Linked DNA regions of Mus musculus: region 2 is linked to region 1. The links are chromatin contacts, called in public promoter capture Hi-C maps. All regions are on one chromosome and are shown on one strand. Each heading gives the region's core, a stretch centred on a gene start, on an enhancer-like site or on the middle of the called end of the contact. The rest is flanking DNA. Distances are from core to core; before and after follow the strand shown.

Region 1 (3,268 bases), core at 766-3,265:
CTTGGTCTCTGAAACTCTTAACTCCGCCCCCTTTTCCCTGTCCAATCACAGGCTTCTTGTATTCATATTTAAATTAATTGGGGAGGGGATTCTGATACTGTACATACTTACTGTACATTTTTAATCCCTAAGCACTCAGGAGGCAGAGGCAAGTGGATCTCTGTGAGTTGGAGGCCAGCCTGGTCTACAGATCCAGGACAAAGGACCTGTTGATCACCAGCTCTTATTCTCCTGCTTTCAGCCTATCACTGGGGTTACAGGTTTCACCACCATGCTATTTATTTATTTATTTATTTATTTATTTATTTATGAGATTCTGACTCAAAAGAGCACATGGAAATTAACTTCCGAGGATAAAATGAAATTGCAGATGGTAGTGATGGTTCATGCTTGCAATCCCAGCATTTTGTCGGCTGAGGCAGGCAGGTCACTGTGAGTTAGATAAACCCCTCATAAACAGTCCCTGTTAGTTGAGTTTCTGATAACTTTAATACTGTATACACACCTATGTGAGTTTGGTTTGTTTTTGTGGATCAAGTGGAACCTATTCTACTGTATTGCATCTTGTGTAACTTAATGTTTCACTTCAATAAAATCTATTTGAAATTTTATTTATAATCTTCTATAGTCCTGAAAAATACAAAATAACTTAATTGTTTTTTAGCTGCTTTTCCTTGGGGTTTCTTCTAACTTGAAATATGATCATGGCCTCCTAGCTGGCTCCTGCCTCCACCCCACCCTTACCTATCCAACATTTCTTGAGGTTAATTTATTATCATGGGGTATTAGTAAAATGTTTTTATAGTTCCAGGAAGATGCTCAGTTTCTTTCTATGGAATACACAGGATAAAGACCTATTTAATCCTGGTTAGGGGGAAGCAGGTAGTTCCTTCTGCCTTTATTTTACTATTCTAAAACTAGAGCTATTTCCTTTTTAAAATTTCCAAAATTAGGCAGGGCGTGGTGGCACACACCTTTAATCCCAGCACTTGGGAGGCAGAGGCAGGTGGATTTCTGAGTTCGAGGCCAGTCTGGTCTACAAAGTGAGTTCCAGGACAGCCAAGGCTATACAGAGAAACCCTGTCTCAAAAAACCAAAAAAAAAAAAGTTCGGAAAAAAAATTCCCAAAATGAAGGCTGTGAAGGCTGGAGAGATGGAGCAGAGATTAAGAGCATTTGTTGCTCTTGCATAGTACCTGGGTTCCATTCCAGGTAGCCACATTGTAACCATCTGTAACTCCACTTCCAGGGTATCCAACACTTTCTTCTGACTAGGTACCAAGCACACATGTGGTGCACATAGACATGCAAGCAAAGCACTCATACACATAAAATTAAATGACTAAATCTTTAAAGTATTCATCCAAAAGTAATTAAATAAAATGCCAACGACACAACCTTTACATAGGAGAGGAGAGATGGCCATCTGAAGAAAGCATAGATAACGCCAGAGGTCATGTATTTTGTTATTAAACTGCTTTTACCATTTCCTTCAGGAACTGAATTGATTTGATTGAGCAAACCGCTTGCTCTTTCTGGTCTCTGATACTCTACCAAGAATTTTCCTTGGCATCTTCCTTTGGTGTTCAAAACTCAATTTGGGGCATATCATTGAGCACCTGTTTGTTTCACGGGACTGATTGTCAATGCTTAGACATCTTATTAAATTGAAAAGAACAGATACTATTTTGACCTTAGCTAAGAGTCTGGTAAGGCACGTTTACACAGAGGCATTTTAAATATCCTGAAAAGGTAAAACACTTGCTTATGTATTCTGGCTGTAATAGTTATACCAGGGCCATCTATGCCACCATGCTGATTGAAAATGTGACTTTCCGCCTTCGGTCCAAGAGCATTTAATGCTGGCTACCTCAGTTGGGTTGTAGGACGATCTGCAGCGAAGGGTGATGGGTGGGAACCCGAAGAGGACAGTAGTGGCGCTGGATCCCCGGACCTTAGGGGCGCGGAGCTGACGCTGACTCTGACGACACCGTGGCGCGCCGTTTCCGGTCTGAGCTTTAGTGAATGATTTCCCTCGGGGCGGTGCTGGACTTCTCTGCCACCCACCTGAGTCCGCGGTCGCACCGCCCAAGCGGGCAAGCCTGCCAGCGCTGCCCCGGCACCGCGGGCCATGGCTACGGATTCTTGGGCCCTAGCAGTAGACGAACAGGAAGCCGCAGCTGAGTCTGTGAGTTGTCACCAACCGCTGGAGGACCAGGGGCCAGTGCCAGTCAGGATATCTGCCCCTTAGAAGGACAGATCTTAGGTTGCTTGGAACTGGGTGGAGGACCCTGGCGGCATGGGCCCCGAAACCAGAGCTGGCTTTGATTACCCAAGCCCTTCCACCTTGTGTAAACTCAAGTTGGATGCTTGGTTGCCCATAGTGCTCAGCCACCTGCCTGTCTTCCTGGAATCAGGGCTGATATTCGATTGCACTCACAAACTCGGATGGTAATCTGTAGCTTGGGCTTTGAGTTTCCTGGGCTCAGGGAGGTTGTCTTACTCATATTTATTTGTATGACTCCTCCAACTTGGTTACCTCTAGCTTGGTTATTGGTAGTGAATGACTGGTGGGGCCTATCAGTAAATCTTTTGGTTGGCTTAACTGGTTTTCTGAACCTGATACATAGTAGCAAGATTAGAGTTAAATATGGAATTATATATGTCTTGAATTTTCCAAGAATTAGGACCTTGTTCTTTTTTTTTTTTTTAACTTTGAAAAAATAAAGGTTTGAACCTGTCACTGTGATGTGGCACCTCTCATCCTATCTCTTTTTTTTTTAATATTTATTTATTTATTATATGTAAGTACACTGTAGCTGTCTTCAGACACACCAGAAGAGGGAGTCAGATCTTGTTACGGATGGTTGTGAGCCACCATGTGGTTGCTGGGATTTGAACTCTGGACCTTCGGAAGAGCAGTCAGGTGCTCTTACCCACTGAGCCATCTCACCAGCCCTCATCCTATCTCTTGGAGACTTAAGACAGGAGGGCTGACTCAAGTAAGAGGCCAACCTGGGCTGCATAGTGATCTTGCTGGAAAAAAAATATATGTATATATATATATATGTATATATATATACACACACACATATACATACACACACACATATATATCAAATACAATAAAGAATTAACTATCCATTTTGGCTCAAAGCCTTTATTATATATAGGGTTTTAAAAAAAGATTTATTTTATGTATATAAGTACACTGTGGCTGTACAGATGGTTGTGAGCCTTCATGTGGTTGTTGGGAATTGTTGGCCCCG
Region 2 (3,104 bases), core at 221-2,720, 960 kb before region 1:
GTGCTTCTGAACCTCGGCAGATGCTCTGCTCTTCTCAGGAAGTGCTTCTCTTTCCTCTTCTCTAGGAAGTACTTCTGTTTCCTGCCATGAAGCCAGAGGACAAGAAGGAAACTGCAGCGACCACTGAAACCCCAGAGAGCACAGAGGCCAGCCCCTCTGTCTAGAAGGCACATGCAACTATGGTGTCTGCATCTCAGCAGATCTGGTCTGAGGGAGCGATTCCTGTGTGGCGCCGTCCATCTGGCCACTGCAGTCCAACCTCCACAAGAGAGAAGAACTAAAGAAGTTCTTTTTATTCCTCGTTACCAAATAAATCATTTCTCTCTTTACCCATGCAGTGTTACTTTTTCTCCCCCGGGCTGCTGGTCTGATGAGTGGTCTAATTAGAGCTCTGTCATTGTATTCTTTTTAAGATTTATTTTTATTATCAATTGTGTGTGTGTGTGTGTGTGTGTGTGTGTGCATTTAGAGTGCAGGTGCCCTGAGGCCAGAGATGTTGGGTCCCTTAGAGCCAGAGTTACAGGCACTGTAAGCTGCCCAGCACGGAGGCTGAAAAACGAAGGTCAGCCCCATGGGAGCAGGGTGTGCTCTTAACTCCTAAGCCAACTTCTCGGCCCCACCTGCAGTCAGAATCTCTAATAAATGTATATTAATGTCTGTCTATTCAGTATGAGCCATTGTGCTGAAATACTGGAAACAACCAGAGAACAAAAGTCAAGTCACTTCTTCCATAAAAATCCCTTTTATTTTCTTTAGGGCTTGAGTGCAGAGTTGAGGGAGAACCAGACCAGATCCAGTGCAGGTTCCTTTTGGCTGGAGGCAGACTTAGACTGCAGTACAGGAGACATGGCTCAGTGCTGCAAGGGATTGATGCTCTTACAGAGGACCAGGCTTCAGTACCCAGCACCCGTGTGTCAGGCAGCTTGCAACCGTGATCCAGTTCCCAATACCCTTTTCTAGCTGCCTTGGGCATTTGCATGCACATATGTGCACAAATTGACAATTGATACAGGCACACGCACATAAATCTTTTAAAATATATACATGCATATATGTCCATAAGACTGTATTTGAAGAGCCGGGCAGTGGTGGCTCATGCCTTTAATCCCAGCACTCCGGAGGCAGAGGCAGGTGGATTTCTGAGTTCGAGGCCAGCCTGGTCTACAGAGTAAGTTCCAGGACAGCCAGGGCTACACAGAGAAACCCTGTCTCGAAAAAAAAAAAAAAAAAAAAAGAAACGATTTGAAGAATAACAATGGGTTATGAGAGAAATGAGTGAGGGCCAGGTCATCCAAGCCCATGACTGAGGTGAGAAACTGTCAGAGGATCTGCTTATAGTTCTGTTCAAAATTTTGATGAGATGCGAGCTAAGTCGGTCTTTGCTGCGGAGGCGGCTTCCTCCCCTTTGCACCGTTCCCACAGACTACAAAGACCAGCGTGCTTTGCGGGCAGAGCTTGACCGGAGCGGCCCTCTAGGGCGTCACTTCCGCTGCGCAACCTGGTTAAACGAGCGTGGCGGTAGAGGGGCATCGCGTGGAGGTTGCGGCGCGTGGATAATAGGGTGTGAGGGACTCCGGATCGGCGTCTCGGGGTTAGCTCTACACAGTTGGCCGAGGGGAGGGCGGTGGGGGGAGACTGTGAGGACCTGTGTCCACTGCTCCCACGGGGAGGGGTCTCAGCCCTGCTAGGCTCTCCAGCCCTGCGGTAGGAAGGGTGGGAAAAGAAGTGTTTGTTTGTTTTTTCAACCTTTGCACTGTTATTTTTAGCCAAAGCAATACCTGTTGTGAGCTGCTTCGTATGAAGGAGCCCTGGGGTTGTAGAGATGAATTACAGCGGACCCAAAATATCGAAACGTTCGACAACTGCGTGAATGACGTGATGTAGTTTGGACCGCTTCGTCCCCTTGTTTTGTAGTTCTAATGTGTACCTCGAATTTAATGGCAGATGGCTACCTTCATAAAATAAACTTCTGTGATGCCTATCAGGAACTAACAGGATTCTGGGATTCCTTCTAGAAATACAAGACTTCTCTGCGTTAGACTTGAAAGTTACAATCTCTGTCAGCCCCTGCCAGAATAGTCATTACCATTTACTGCAAAATGTGCCTGCATTTTGCAGAAGTCTTAGAAATACCTTGCCAAAACATCGCATCAGAGCTCAGAAAAAAAACAAACTAACAAAAAAAACAATTCTGTTGTTTATTCTACAAATGCTCTGCCATCTCTAGCCATCGCGTGAGCTCATCTACGGAGCTTTTTATATAATCGACTGAAGTCGAGCTATATCCAGTGAGCGCTAACAGCCAAGAGTGAGAGAATTTCTTCTGCCAACTGTAGGCCTCTTTCAGATCTGATCTGCATAATGTTCTGTTAGGTTGTATGGAAGTGGCTTGGTGTGCCCGTTACATTGCTTCTCTTCTGCCACCAATACAAATTTCCCAGATCACCAAATGTTGTATCTTCTGAATGCTAATCACAGTATATAGACATTTGCCTTTTTAAGTATTTATAAGAGATGTTAAATACTAGCTAGGTGGCACGTGCCTTTAATCCTAGCACAAAGGAGGCAGAGGCAGGTGATCTCTGTGCGTTCCAGGGCACCCAGGTCTACAGAGCAAGTCCTAGGACAGCCAGGACTGTTACACAGAAAAGCCCTGTCTAGAAAAAAAAATGTTAAATACTATTAGTCATGTTTTAACAGATGTGAAAACTAATTACCCAGGAATCACACAGTTCATCTGTATTAAAACTGAGATTGAAACCTAGAAAGTATAACTCCATGCCCACACCCTTAAACACAGCTGCTGTGAGAGCTTTCAGTGAGAGACTTTGGAAATTTGCTGGAGTGAGGTAGATTAGAAACGGAGGAAAAGAACATTTGTCTCAAAAGAAACCTTGTAAGGTGCTAACATGCCCAAAGCAAGCTGAAATCTGAGAGGACAGTGTAAAACATAGAATGGCCACATTCATTAACTTATCATTTGTGTTGATCTTGAAGAAATAGCTTGTCTTCTGGGCTTCACTCTTTTTTTGTTGTTTTTTGTTTTGTTTTGTTTGTTGAGACAGGGTTTCTCTGTGTAGCCCTGGCTGTCCTGGAACTCACTT

Evidence for each region. Capture Hi-C pulls out chosen DNA fragments and counts their contacts.
Region 2: a contact with region 1 is called in a promoter capture Hi-C map of liver. The contact joins the promoter of Adat1 here to the promoter of Ddx19b in region 1. A contact is called at or near these places in 3 of 39 promoter capture datasets (liver, neutrophils and pre-B cells), 1 of 484 Hi-C or Micro-C datasets (CD8 T cells) and 1 of 9 other capture datasets (liver).

The regions. Positions count from the first base shown.
Region 1 is chr8:111,026,517-111,029,784 of GRCm38.p6, reverse strand. Ddx19b (DEAD box helicase 19b) reads left to right here and starts at 2,015. Exons shown (of 12, transcript NM_172284.5): 1 at 2,015-2,187. The coding sequence starts at 2,131. It also overlaps a transcript of Aars not described here.
Region 2 is chr8:111,990,668-111,993,771 of GRCm38.p6, reverse strand. Adat1 (adenosine deaminase, tRNA-specific 1) reads left to right here and starts at 1,470. Exons shown (of 10, transcript NM_013925.5): 1 at 1,470-1,591. It overlaps Kars (lysyl-tRNA synthetase), which reads left to right. Exons shown (of 14, transcript NM_053092.3): 14 at 66-333. The coding sequence ends at 164.